2 separate regions of the Mus musculus genome follow, and region 2 is linked to region 1. Evidence: chromatin contacts called from public ChIA-PET data. All regions are on one chromosome and are shown on one strand. Each heading gives the region's core, a stretch centred on a gene start, on an enhancer-like site or on the middle of the called end of the contact. The rest is flanking DNA. Distances are from core to core; before and after follow the strand shown.

What was found. ChIA-PET counts read pairs in DNA pulled down with a chosen protein or histone mark.
Region 2: a contact with region 1 is called in an RNA polymerase II ChIA-PET map of memory CD8 T cells, with 42 read pairs. The contact joins the promoter of Plekhm2 here to the promoter of B330016D10Rik in region 1. A contact is called at or near these places in 1 of 39 promoter capture datasets (liver), 1 of 484 Hi-C or Micro-C datasets (embryonic stem cells), 3 of 115 datasets of contacts at active chromatin or transcription factors (effector CD8 T cells, embryonic stem cells and memory CD8 T cells) and 1 of 9 other capture datasets (adipose tissue).

The regions. Positions count from the first base shown.
Region 1 is chr4:141,544,053-141,550,888 of GRCm38.p6, reverse strand. B330016D10Rik (RIKEN cDNA B330016D10 gene) reads right to left here and starts at 4,727. Exons shown (of 1, transcript NR_030695.1): 1 at 2,576-4,727.
Region 2 is chr4:141,660,705-141,668,000 of GRCm38.p6, reverse strand. Plekhm2 (pleckstrin homology domain containing, family M (with RUN domain) member 2) reads left to right here and starts at 3,855. Exons shown (of 20, transcript NM_001033150.2): 1 at 3,855-4,140. The coding sequence starts at 4,081.

The DNA.
Region 1 (6,836 bases), core at 3,478-5,977:
TTCTCTCTCTGTTTGTTTTTTTGTTTTGTTTTGTTTTTGTTTTTGTTTTTTTTTTCAAGACAGGGTTTCTCTGTGTAGCCCTAGCTGTCCTGGAACTCACTCTGTAGACCAGGCTGGCCTCGAACTCAGAAATCCACCTGCCTCTGCCTCCCAAGTGCTGGGATTAAAGGCATGTGCCACCATACCTGACTAGTCTTGAATTCTTGATTGTCCTTTTTGTCTCTGTCTTAGGGTTTCTTCCCTTTGTCTATCTCTATGTTGGTGAGCTCACTCAGTTCCCAGACCTTAAGTGCTACCTATTTAGGGAGAACTTACTTAGACACACACTCACAACTACACACAAGCCTAAGGTGTTTGACGTCATGGCGGTGGTGGGGATGTGTCTCTGTGACCACCACCGCCAGCAGAGCAACGATCCACAGGAGGTATGAAGGTGATTTGTTTCAGTATGAGTAGGTAGCTGGTGTTGGTTCAACCCTCGGACGTCTGACCTCGAGTAGTTTATTTTAGGCATATTTAATCATAGCACAATTTGGTGGAAAACTTCCTGGTGTTATTAACTTAATAAAGCATAACACCTGACCACATTGAAAATCTTTCTAAAGTACACACAAGGCATCTTCCATACTCACGGGTTCTGTAGATTTGCTAAATGTGGCGCCTTCCATAAAGGTAGGTTCTATCGATTGACGAGCTCACGTAAGGGTCTGGGGGAAAAGCTGGTGTGATCTCAGTCACATCAATAGTTCAAAGGTCACAAGGTTATTAACTATACCTGCTTCCAGTCTCTGGGCAGATAACAAGTGACATATCCGTCCCTTTGAAGAACAACCTCTGTGTGTGTGTGTGTGTGTGTGTGTAACATTCTTGGTTCTCCCAGTGTTTACATGTGAGCCCAGAGCATCCCATGCCTTTCCAGTGACAGCTGGCAAAGGATGACTATGATGGTGGTCCTAAAGATGGGCATGGAGTCCCAGCACTTAGTAGGCAATTGAATCTCTTTGACTTTGTGGTCTACATAGCAAGTTCCCGTACAGCCAGGGATATTGTAGAGAGACCCTGTTTCACAAACCAAGAGAAAAAGGTGGGCCCAAAAGACATGACATAGGAACAGCCGTGCCATCTGAGTTTGAGAGGGAGAATTATGCTGTTTCATTAGAGACAAAATGAATGTCACCTCTCAGAATGTGTTTCCCCCATTCAGTGAAGCACTAATTTGTGAATATATGAGACATATACACATACAACATATTTGGCATCCAATATCTCCATGTCAACCAAAACAACAACAACAAACATCGTTTCTAACACGCTCTTCCTAGCTTGCTTTCTTCTCTCATACTGTTTCTGTGTGCTGCTAAGGTTCCTACTTGAAGGCTCTGGCTAGGAACTCTTCACTGGCCATCCACAGGACTGCTCCCTGGGCTCCTGCATAAACATGTACTTACCAATAAGGCTTAAAGACCATTTAGGATTACAGGGCACACATTATCTTTGATCACCCTGTATTCTTCACGCTAGCACTTACTTTTGGTGGGAGAAAGATGCAGAGAATCAGACCGTGAACAGTGAGCACTGCACGCTTAACACTGAGCTATACCCGCCAGCCACCTCTGCTCATTCATTTCCTTCTTCTGCTGGTTTGTGTTCTCCTCCCAGGCCCTGCTAGGTGACTCTTTAAGAGATCCTTGTATTTTTATGCACTGGTGTATTTAAAGCACCAGCAGGCTCAGGTGCACAGTGGATGGACGCTCAAAAGTTATAACAGATGGATTAAGAGCTTGGCTTTTAGAGACGGCTTGGGGTTTAAGAGCACCTGTCACTTTTCCAGAGGAAAAGGTGCTTGGTTGCTAGCACCTACTACTGTCAGGAGGCTGACAACCTTCTAACTTCTAGTTCCAGGGGATCTGATTCCAATCTTCTGTCCTCCGTGGGCACTAGGCACGAAGGTGGTGCGCAGACATCCATGCAGACCACGCTGTGCCTGCTGTTTAGAATAACAAATCTAGTAGTCTATTGAAGCTATGCGCTTTCCCTCTAGGGATGGCCGATTTGCACTCAGACAGGAGGACAACCCTAGAAGACTTTTTCTATTAGACTGCTGGCTATTAAATATTTATTCCTTAACTTCAGTACTTCTGAAGGGCAGAGAGGCATTTTACAACTAACTTAATGTTTTGCCTCAAAGGGGAAAAACCTACTACAGCATGTAGGAGCACTAACCGCAGCCAACAATATTTGAAGGACTTCCCATATTCCTATATTCCTAAAATCTCAAAAAAAAAAAAGCTCATTTAATTTGACCAGGGAAAGGTTATTATTGTTAGAATTTTAAATTCCCTCCTCTGCCTGATTTGGCATGAAAAGTTGTCTTTTCCTAGAATAATGAGAAACATTAGTGTTTCTAATGTTCCAAAGCACACACAATTTCACCACATGCAAAAAAGGAAATAAAAATCCAAAGGCATGAGCTAAAGGACAGCATTTCTGCTCAGAAGTACTGTCTTAAAAACTGGGGTATGGCAGATGTGGAGATGGCTCCGTGGTTAGGACTCTTTCTATCCTTGCTCAAGACCGCGGTTCCAAACTGCCTATAACTCCAGCTCCACAAGACCCACACCCTTTCTGACCCGAAAGGACATATACACATAAATTTAAAAACCCACAGAACAAAAACAACAAAACATTGGGCACAATAAAAAACAGAGACCGGAGGATCTTTAGTTCAAATTTATCCTCAACTACAAAGCTGAGTTCAAGACCCGCTTGAGCTTCTTGAGTCTTTCTCAAAAACAGTGAAAAATTCTAAAGGAAATAGAATTTAAAATTCAATCAGACTCTCCTTGTCTGTGCAATGAAGTGCTGGGAAATCATTCTCGGAGTGTCAATACACCATATATGCCATATTATTCTAACGTCCCAGGATAAGATTTCACTGATGTCCTGGGGCTGCGACATAGAGAAACCCTGTCTCGAAAACCAACTAACCAAATAATGATTTGAATTGTTTTACTTGGTTACAAGACAAGAAAACATGGTGAACACAACATATTTTAAGTAATCACTACTAAAGGTTTCAGACTATTTATGTAATCTTAAAGACACAGTATACAGTTTTATAACTACCAAGCCCACCTATTCATGAAATTTGAAATCGAAACGCTTCTGCTAAATTTCTCTCATCTGGCAGTCATCAAAATCCCGATTGGTTCCTTCAACATGTTTTGACCTTTTCAGTCTGTCATCATAAGCTTTACCCCACTATTACAGAAAACATAAGCAGTCGCCATAATTACACATAGTGAGAAGACAAAAAAAGAGGTTTACTGTAGCCAAGACACAAATAGATGAGTCAGGACGGGCTGGTTCCTTTATGATACCAGGCTTTTGTGAAGAAAAACCACGTCAACCATTAGGGGGAAGAAAACTGCACAAAAGCTGGAAGTCAAATTTAGCAGCGTTTTTCAAGTTTTCTGGGTTTGCGAAATAGTGCCAGAATTTTCAGCATTACACACAACTAAGATTCGCATTTTTAAATATTCCTCAAGAAGACATTTGCTTTTTCGGAAAGTGAAAGGGCGATGGATGTCAGGCACGTATTTTATTATTTATTTTTAATAAACTCATAGCTTTTTGAAAATAAGTGGAAGTTAAATCGACAGAAGAAAGCCATCACAGCATATTTATTGTTCAGGCTTCTGGGTCAGGGAGAATGGGCCCTGAAAGCCTTGTGCTCCGAGGGCCAGCCAATGGAAGCCGAGCTCTCAGCGCTCCTCCACCTCGTGGGCTGCACGAGCCCCGCCTCCTGGTGCTAGGTTCCGCGGAGTTTCGGCACCTTTGTTGCTTTCGGGACCGAACTTGACTTTGTTTGCAGAGGTGGAGGATGCCGAGCCCGGTTCGCCCGTAAGCCGCTTCCCACGGCGGCGATTTAAGTTTCCCCACGCAGGATGTCATCCCTCGCACGGGGGGACACACCCCGCTTCCGATGGGCTCCCGGATCCCGCACGCCCTGGGGCTGCCTCTCCCGGTTCACACGCTGCTGCTGCTGCGGCGCCGGCGGCGGCTGCAGAGCCCGAGGGGCCTCGCGACCCCCAGGCGGAGAACAAAGGGGGCCGGGGCCGCGCCCGCCGCCGGCCACGCCCATCGCGAGCCGCGGGGCCGCGCCCCGAGCCCCTCCCCCGCCCCCGGGCCGCGCAAAATGGCGGCCGCGCTACAAAATGGCAGCCGGGCGGGCCGTGGCGTGGGGACGCTGTCCCCGCGCGCGGCCGGGGTTCCTTCCCACGCTGTCCATGAGCTCGCGCGCGTGTGCGCGTCACATCCCCGTGAACCCCGGGGGCCCCCCGAGTGTAGACGGGCAGGTCAGAGCGCACACGGGAGCGGAGCTAAGGAGGACGGGGTTCGGGGACCCCTGACCTAGCGCCTCCCTGCCACTCCCAAGCCCCGGCGGCTGCGCCTCCATCTTTTCAATGTCCCCGCCATTCCGCGTCTCCCAGTCCGCTCCCTTGTCCCCACGCTTCCTCCTTGGATGGGAGTGTGTCGTCGGTCGTGGGCTCGGCTAAGGCCGTGTACTTTTTGTTGGGACTTTTCGCTGTCTTCTCTCAGAAAATGGCTCGCTTTCCATTCATCCCCTCAGGTTCCCTTTGTAGCCCTCTTTCCAGAAACTTCTCAGGGTAGCTCGGCCAGCAGCGGCGGCGAGCTCCGCGGCCTTCTCCACCCTTCACTGTCATCCCACCCCGCGCATGCGCCTGGCGGCGGCGGGCCGCGGCCCAGGCGCGCGCCCGGGAGACTGTGAGAGTGGCGCGGGCGCGCGCGGGTCCGCGGGGGCGGTGCTCTCTCACAATGGAAAGGTTGCCTCCCCCTCCAACGTTTCCCTCCGCGGCGAGCGCAAGCGCACTCGGGCGACCTCGCGTTCCTTGGAGGGGCTGGGAGGAGGGAGAGAAATGGGTGGCCTTGCCGCGCGCGTGCGCAGTTCGGCGCCGTGCATTTTTTTTTTTTTCCGCGTTGCCTGTGTGATGAGAAGTGGATCTGAGGACCTTCTTGTCCTGTCCTCCTTTCTCAACCCCCCCTCCCCCCCCCCCCAGTCTCGAAAACGGGTCCCTCCGGCTTGGAGGCAGGCCGGACAAAGCCGAGGCAGTGGGGTCGTCTTGCCCACCCTCTCCCGATCCACGTTTGAGAGTTTCCCGATGGACCTGGAGACCCTGCAGGCCCCGGGTGTTGGGCTGCCGCATTGTTCTCGCCTGGAAAGCGGAGGCGAAGGTGCCCTTGCTGGCGGGCCGCGTGTGCAGACGGAGCTCGCCGGGCCGCTCGGGTTCCCTTCGCCGTGGGCTTGCGCCGCGGTGACCACAGTGACCGCGATCGCACTTCCCAAGAAGTGTAGTGGAAAGGACTGTCAGGGCTGTGGGTTCCTGGGGGTGGGGGGCGGGGAAACTAAGAAACCCAAAACCCCACTTGTCATGGAGCCCACCTATGTGAACCCAGAGTTTGAAGGGCAGCCAGAGAAATTGCCTCTCGGGTTATTAGTGTGGGGCGGAGTGTGAGCCAGGAGTCTCCGTGAAGAAAGCACGCTGGTTGTGACAGCCCCACGTCGGGGAGACCCCAGGCTGCCCTTGGCCCTGCTGCTCCCCGGCGTGGGGTGGCGTGGGGGTGGCGGAGCGGCCTGCAGGTGTGTGAGCGCCCTTGACCTCTGTGAGGTCACCCGCCCGGGCTCTGGGCGGAGCCGGATCCGCCTTCCCGGTGGGAACCATGAGCTGGTGACCGGTTCCTCCCGGAACCATTAGTGTGGAAAGCCAGGCTAGAGGTAGAATTCTAGCAAAGCTGTAATACACGGGTTGCAAATGAACACTGAGTCATACAGTCTGTAAATTTGGAGAATCCCTGCCGCACGTTTCTCTGAACAGAAATTATATTTAATAGGGTCTTTCAAATCATTTTTCCACCAGTAGGAAAATAAAGCAAATACTGAGTTGGTTTTTTTAAAGTGTCCTAAAACATTAAAAAAAATTTTGGGGGGATTACATTGTTGAATAACTAGGATTTTTAGAAATATCCTTTACCATTTTTGTTTTGTTTTGTTTTTTAAGTTAGCTGCTCACAATGTAGCTCTGGCTGGCTGAGCTAGGCTGGTCCCTCCTCCAGGTGTTGCAAGTACCAAACTGATCTTAAGGGGAAATGTCCTTTCAGTGCAAGGTTTTTAGGACGAAGAACAACAACAACAAAGAAAAGAAAGAAAGAAAAAGAAGGGCTCTGTGTTAAAATTCAGATGTGTAGAGGTGGGGAAAACACCAGATTTAGGGCGTTTTTTTTTTTATTTACCTTTCTGAGCATTGGTGTTTTGCCTGCATGTATGTTTTTGTGAGACGGACAGATGTTGAATTTAGAGACAGTTGTGAGCTGCCATGTGGGAGCTGGGATTTGAACCTGCATCTTCAGGAAGGGCAGTCGGTGCCCCTAACCACTGAGATTCATCGAGCCCCTATTTAGGGCGTTTTGTCAGTGAAATTGTAAGAGATAACTCTCACTGGATGGGTGTGTGTTTTTTTAAAGTATTTTGAAATTCATCTAGACTCTTCAAAGAAAGTTATCTTCAGACATTTTTGCAGCCTTCAAACTAGAGTCAGTTTTCTTTCATTCTTTCCCCCCCCCCCCCCCCTTTGAGACAGGGTTTCTCTGTGTATCCCTGGCTGTCCTGGAACTCACTCTGTAGACGCTGGCCTCGAACTCAGAAATCCACCTGCCTCTGCCTCCCGAGTGCTGGGATTAAAGGCATGCGCCACCAAGCCCGGCTTTTTCCTTTTTGTATTTTATTTTATTTTATTTTATTTGTTTTTCGAGACTAG
Region 2 (7,296 bases), core at 2,606-5,105, 120 kb before region 1:
GACCTAACCCCCCCACACACAGCTGGACCTAACCCCCCACACACACACACAGCTGGACCTAACCCACACACACACAGCTGGACCTAACCCCCCCTCCACACACACACAGCTGGACCTAAACCCCCAACACACAGCTGGACCTAACCCCCCCCACACACACACACAGCTGGACCTAACCCACACACACACATCTGGACCTAACCCCCCCTCCACACACACACAGCTGGACCTAACACCCCCCACACACACACAGCTGGACCTAACCCCCCACACACACAGCTGGACCTAACCTTCCCCCCTACACACACATATGTAGCAGATGTGTAGCTTGGTCTTCATGGGGGTCCCCCTACAACTGGAGCGGGGACTGTCCCTGCCTCTTGCCTGCCTGTGGATCCCTTTCCACTAACACACATTTTAAAAAGCTGAATTGGTCTTTAATCCAAAACATGAAGTAGTGTTTGTCAAAACTCGGTGCTGAGCAGGTGGCTTGATGTTGAGTAGCAGGGACTAACCACAGGCTTGTTGGTTAGACTCAGGGTCTGAGTGGTTGTGCCAGGCCTGCATCTCACAGGTTGGGGTCTTGTAGGCTCCCTGGCTGGGAGGGACGGGGAGGGAAGTCCTTCATTCAGTCTAATCCTCCGCCTCCTCCTCTGCCTCCTCCTCTGCCTCTGCCTCCTTGCCACAAACAGCTTTGGGCACCCGTCTCTCTCGCTTTCATCATTTAATGCAATATGTCCTCTGCCCTCAATCTTTTCCTTATCTGGGCCACAAAGGCAACCTTGATCCCCAACCGTCCCCGCTTTGCCCTCTACCACAGTTCCATGGTGACTCTTGTTTTTCCTGAATTCAATATCAATCTTAAAACGCCCTGGCTTTGGTTGCCTTGCTCCCTAAAGGTCTGCTCCAGCCCTTAGGGTGGCTACTAACCCAGTATACAAAACCTAAAATGGGTCCCGGGTTCAGAAGACACAAGCGATGCCTGGGGTCATATGCTTGAGTCTATGGAGAACATTTGGTTTAAGTTGATCCTGGTGGTGTGTGTCTAAGTACTTGGAGTCTGAGGCAGGAGGATCGCCTCAACTTCAAGGCCAGGAAGGGCTAGAGTGAGACCTTGATTTAAAAATTAGTACAGGGCTGGGCTTGGTGGCACAACGCCTTTAATCCCAGCACTCGGGAGGCAAAGGCAGGTGGATTTCTGAGTTCAAGGCCAACCTGGTCTACAAAGTGAGTTCCAGGACAGCCACGGCTACACAGAGAAACCCTGTCTCAAAAAACAAAAAAACAAAACAAAAAACAAAAAAACACAACCTAGTACAGGATCTAGTGGCCGTGATTATACACAGCCTTAGTCACAGTAGTGGGGAAGCAGAGACAAGCAGGTCTCTGTTAAGGTCAACCTGGTCTACACAGTGAGTTTCAGGCCAACCAGAAAAACTATATAGAGAAAGAACTATTTCAAAAAGAAAGAAAGAAAGAGAGAAAGAAAGAAAGAAAGAAAGAAAGAAAGAAAGAAAGAAACGAAGGAAGGAAGGAAGGAAGAAAGGAAAAGGAAAGGAAAGGAAAGGAAAGGAAAGGAAAGGAAAGGAAAAAGGAAAGGAAAGGAAAGGAAAGGAAAGGAAAGGAAAGGAAAGGAAAGGAAAGGAAAAAGGAAAGGAAAGGAAAGGAAAGGAAAGGAAAGGAAAGGAAAAAGGAAAGGAAAGGAAAGGAAAGGAAAGGAAAGGAAAGGAAAGGAAAGGAAAGGAAAGGAAAGGAAAGGAAATAAGACAAAAATTATAGGCATGGCTTAATGTTTTCGCTTGGGTTTTGTTGTTGTTTGCGACAGGATCTCAGTAGTAGCCCAGGCTGGCCTACAACTCACTGTGTAGCTGAGGATGGCTTGTAAGTCCTCCTGCCTTCGCTCCCCAAGTGCTGAGATGACAGGTGTGCACTGCCTGGCTAACACTTGGTTGTAGTATGGAGTCCTGCAGCCGCTAGCTAGGCCCCGAGTGGGAAGGAATGCAGGAATCCCAGGTTTTCTTTCCTTTTCCAGAGTTTATTTGATCCATTATCCAGTCCTAGAGAAACCAAACTTTAAAACTATCACATGGTCGGGCTCTCCTTGGAGGTCAGGAAAGGGGTGAGGTCCTCTGTTCCGTAGGCTGTAGATAGAATTAGTGCTTCCACGGGGGACTTTAGGGGTGAGTTCACGATTGAAGACTAGGGAGCCAGAAGGGAGAGTTTTGGTGTCTGAGAATTAAAGACTGGATTTATTGCTCTGTGAGGTTATGTTTATTTTGGGACCAAACTTAGAGAAGTGATCCAGGTAGGAATCAGAACCCAAGTGTAGATAGAGCTGGTGCCTTTGGGCAGGGCATGTGTTCAGTGAATTATGCTGGACTTGGGGCTGATGGAGGGAAGCCTGCAGTAGGATACAGTGGAGGGAGGTGTGTCCTTTGTTTGTTTGTTTGTTTTTTCGAGACAGGGTTTCTCTGTGTAGCCCTGGCTGTCCTGGAACTCATTCTGTAGACCAGGCTGGCCTCAAACTCGGAAATCCGCCTGCCTCTGCCTCCGGAATGCTGGGATTAAAGTGTGCGCCGCCACTGCCCGGCTTAGTCACCTTCCTATTGCTATGATGAAACACCATGACCAAAGCTACTTGGGGGTGGAGGAGGGGTTTATTTGGCTTACATGTCCCGAATTACAGTCTACTGAGGGATGCTAAGTCAGGAAGTCAAACCAGGCAAGAACCTGGAGGCAGGAGCTGATGGCTTGTCTTCCCCTACGTTGCTCAGCCTGCTTCCTTATAGAACCCAGGACCACCAGTCCAGGGATGGCACCACAATGGGCTGTGTTCCCTCCCACCCCCCATCAATCACTAATTAAGAAAATGTCATACAGCCTTATCTTATGGAGGCGTTTTCTCAACTGAGTTTTTCTCCTCTCAGATGAACCTAGCTTGTGTCCCTGGTCGAGCTGACACAAAACTAGCCAAGACAGAGGGTGTGAGGGCCGATAGGGAAGAGGGCTTGTTTTGGAAGTAGAAGATACCTTGAGAACGGTGAATTGGAGTGTTGGAGAGGATGGAGGGCTGAGCTCTGGCATCAGGGCAACGTTGGGTGCTGGAGTGGCTCTAGGCGGTCCAAACCTCGGAACCCTGGGGTGTGCGTGGAGCAGTTGGAAAGGAATAGGTAGGTGTCTCTGCCAGGCCAAGCCTTGTCTCCAGAGTCTCTCGAGTATTCGGGTATATCTGGGGCCCCTTGTGGGCAAGGGTGAGGAATGTCAGGTTTGGAATGAGGGAGGGGCCCCGTCTGTCCTGGTCCTGAGTGGGGTCTTCAAGGAGTTGGCCGGGTCCTGGAAGGAGAGCCTTTGAATGTTACAGGGAAGGGAAGTGTGGGCAAGGAGAGAGGGAGCAATATCTAAGGAGCTGGGGCAGTTTTTAGGCCCGTGCAGGGCCTTGCTGCAAGGGGTTAGGGGAACGACAACACGGACAATACGGTATCTCAGAGGAGCTGGGAGGGGGCCCGGGGTCTGTGAGGTTCCCGGGGTCTTTGAGCAGGGTGGCTCTGGAGATCGGTGAGCTCCCAGGGTCTCATGAGGAGTTTGTGCAGGATTGGGAAGTGGGAGGCGAAGTCTTTGAGTCCCAGCGTGTTTGAGGTCCCGAGGCTCTGCGGTGCCGGATCTATGCGATTCTGGCTCTGTGAGGTCCTGGGTCTATGCGATCCGGGCTGTGTGAGTCCCCTAGGTCTGCAGGTCCCCGGGGCTCCGGATCTCTGAGCTCCCAGGTCTCCATCGCCCCGGGTCTCGGAGGAGGCGGGCCCGCCTGGTCGCCGCCGTCCCTCCCGGCCGGTGCTGGCGCCGCCCCGCCTGACATCAGTTCCTGCGGCCGCGCAGGGCCCGCGTCTCCTTCCCGGCTCGGCGCTCGGGAGGCGGCGGCGGCGGAGCGAGGCCCGGGCGAGGCGAGGCGAGGCGAGACGAGGGCGGCGGGCGCCGGGGCCCGCGGCCGGCACGACGGAGCCCCCGCACGGCCGGCGGCAGCGGTTGGCGGCGGCCCCGGGCTCCCGGCGTGGGAAGCGGCGGCGGGGCGGCGGCGGCAGCGCCATGGAGCCGCGGGAGGTGAAGGACCGAATCCTGGAGAACATCTCGCTGTCGGTGAAGAAGGTGAGCGGCCTCCTTCGGCCCCGACCCCCTCCCCGGTCCCCGTCGCTAGTCCCCCCCGGGTCGCCTCCATGACCGGGACCCCGGGCCACTGTCGTCCTGGCGACCCTGGGCCCTGCTGGAGAAGCAGGCGACTCCCGGGAGCGCCGCGGCCTCCGAGCTATTTTTAAAGAACAAAGTTGAGGTCAGCGTCCTCGGAGCTCCCCGGTGCCCGAATCGGCCTTGTCTTCCCGCGACTGGCCCGTGACACCTCGGGAAGGCTGCGGGTAGGACGGGGCAGGGAGAGCATCCTCGAGGAATCCACTGCATCTTCCCTCCCTCCCTCGGGGCAAAGGCCGAGAACCAGCACCTGCTGGTCACCCCAGCTGTGCCCTGCGACATTGCTTGGGGACCCACGGAATCCCCAAGTCGTCCTAACTCCAGGATGGCAGTTTAGAAAAAAGCGAGTTACAGAGCTCTGAGTGAGGACCTGAGGTGTCTAGGGTTGTAGTTTTGGAAGGTAAGCCGTGGGACGGTGACACTATGACACTTTGGGTTGGGGCTTGTTAGTATTGGTCATTGCCCCAATTCCTGGTAGGAATGACTACCTGTCAAGGGCACGCACAGGGGTGAGGAGACAGGCCAGCCTCAGAAGGCTGGGTGTGGTGATGCATCTCTGTCATCCAGCACACAGGAGGCTAAAGCAGAGTCCTGAGGTCCAAGCTAGCCTGGACTACATAGTGAAACCGAAAAATAGAGGAGTGGGGAAGATTGACTAGCCTGCCTTCATGCTTTTTCTGTGTGTGTGTGTGTGTGTGTGTGTGTAACTATACTTTAGGAGCTGTGTGTGTGTCCGTATGTAAATGGGAGAGTGGAGGTCAGAGGTCAACTTTTGAGAATTGATTCTCTCCTATCCTGTTAATTCCAGTACTCAAACTCAATGTGTAAGTTTTGGCAGCAATGCCTTCACCCACTGAAGCATTTCTCTGGCCCTCTTCTTTCTTGCTTTTCTTTTCTTTTCTTTTCTTTTCTTTTCTTTTCTTTTCTTTTCTTTTCTTTTCTTTTCTAACAGTCTCACTATACAGACAAGGCTAACCTCAAACTCTCCCTCCAGAGTGCTGGCCTTAAAGATGAGTACCACACCGCCTGCCTCCTTTAGGGTTCTTTGTGCATAGAGGCACATGCCTTTGATCCCAGCATTTGAGAGGCAGAGTCAGGTGGGTTTCTATGAGTGTGAGGCCAGCCTGGTCTACATAGTGAGTTCCAGGACAGCCAGAGCTACATAGTGAGACTGTATCTTGAAGAAAAAACAAACAAACAAGAAAACCAAAACAAACAAACAAACAAAAAACAGAAAATAAAAAATAAAAAGGTTTCTGCTTCTAATAAGGCCTACTCCAAGAGAGGAAGCTAGTGGTGGCCATTTAGTTTGAAGGAAGCTGCGCAGTTCTAATTCTCTCTCTGAACAACTAGCCGGGTGCTGGCTCACACCTTTAATCCCAGCGCTCAGCTGCTAGAGGCAGGTGGATCTCTGCAAGTTCAAGGCCAGCCTGGTCTACAGAGGAGAGTGCTACCACAGGCAGGGAAGGCTAAATGAAGAAACCCTGTCTCTAAAAATAAAACCAAGGGCTGGAGAGATGGCTCACGGGTTAAGAGCACTGACTATTCAGGACAAAGGTCCTGAGTTCAAATCCCAGCAACCATGTGGTGGCTCCCAACCATCTGTAATGAGATCTGACGCCCTCTTCTGAAGACAGCTACAGTGTACTTAGATATAATAAGAAATAAATCTTTTTAAATTTTTTTAAATTTAATAAAATAAAACCAAAACAAACCAACCAACCAGAAACAAACAAACAAAAACCTCACAAAACAAAACAACAGCTAGAAAGTTCAGCTCCGGGGCTGGAGAGATGGCTCAGCAGTTAAGATCACTGACTTTTCTTCCAGAGGTCCTGAGTTCAATTCCCAGCAACCATACGGTGGCTCACAACCATCTGTAATGAGATCTGATGCCCTCTTCTGGTGTGTCTGAAGACAGCAACATGGTACTCATATTCATAAAATAAATAAACAGATTTAAAAAAAAAAAAAAGTTCAGCTCCCACCATAGACACCGAGGCTGAAGCAGCCATGGCAGACCTGGTAAGATGGCCAAAGCAGGGAAACTGGCTTGCAAGCCAGAGTTGGTGTGCAAACTGGATGACTTGGGTTCAATCTCCAGAACTCACGATGGAAAAAGTAAATTCAAAACAAAACAAAACAAAAAAAAATGCTGCTGGACAGATAGCCAGGTCAGTGGCTAAGAGCACTGGCCTCTTTTCCAGAGAATCTAAGTCAGGGTCCTAGCTCCTAAGCTGAGTGGCTAACTACCGCCTGTACACCAGCGCTGCATGCCTGTGTGCGTGTCTCCCTGCACCAACACACAAGGAACCTTTTAAACAGCAGCCGTTGTCTTCCAGAAGACTCTGTGTTGGTAGAGACTGGGAGGCCCTCACTAAGCCTTGGCAGACTGATAGTCTTCTCAGAGAAAGAAGGCTGCGCGGTGCGGCATCCAGGCTAGCAGGAACATCCTCCAAAGAAGTGCCCCGCCCCCAGGTGGTTTTCTGGGGGTGAGTATCAAGGGTTCTGCTAGAGGTGGCTAGAATGTGCACCCTGGAAAAGCCACACAGCCTCGCACAGAGGCCAGCAATGCACACAGACCCAGGCCGAGCTTTGGATTCTGGATCCTAGCAGCCAGCGGAGCCTCCGGTGACGTCACCAGTCAGACGTCAGACTCTGCTCATAATGCAGTATGGAAATTCAGTTCCGTGAGAGAATAGACCTACACTGCCCGCACCATCCCTGCCACACACTCAGGCCCTGTGACAGCTGCCACTGTCCCCTGCACGGTTCTGTCTCTTTTTCCCTGAGGTGGGGCTGGCACCCAGGGCTGTGTGCATGCTCTATGAGCGCTCTACCATGACCCACAACCACGGGCCTTTTTTATTTATTTCATTATTTTACTTTACCTTATTCTTTTAGATAGCCCAAGCTGACAAAATGGCCTCCTGGTGATTTTTGATCTTTTCCCTCCACCTTGCAAGCGCTGGAATTACGGGCATGCACACCACATCTGGCTTCTGTATGTTGCTGGGGATTGAACCTCCACCTTGCAAGTGCTGGAATTACGGGCATGCA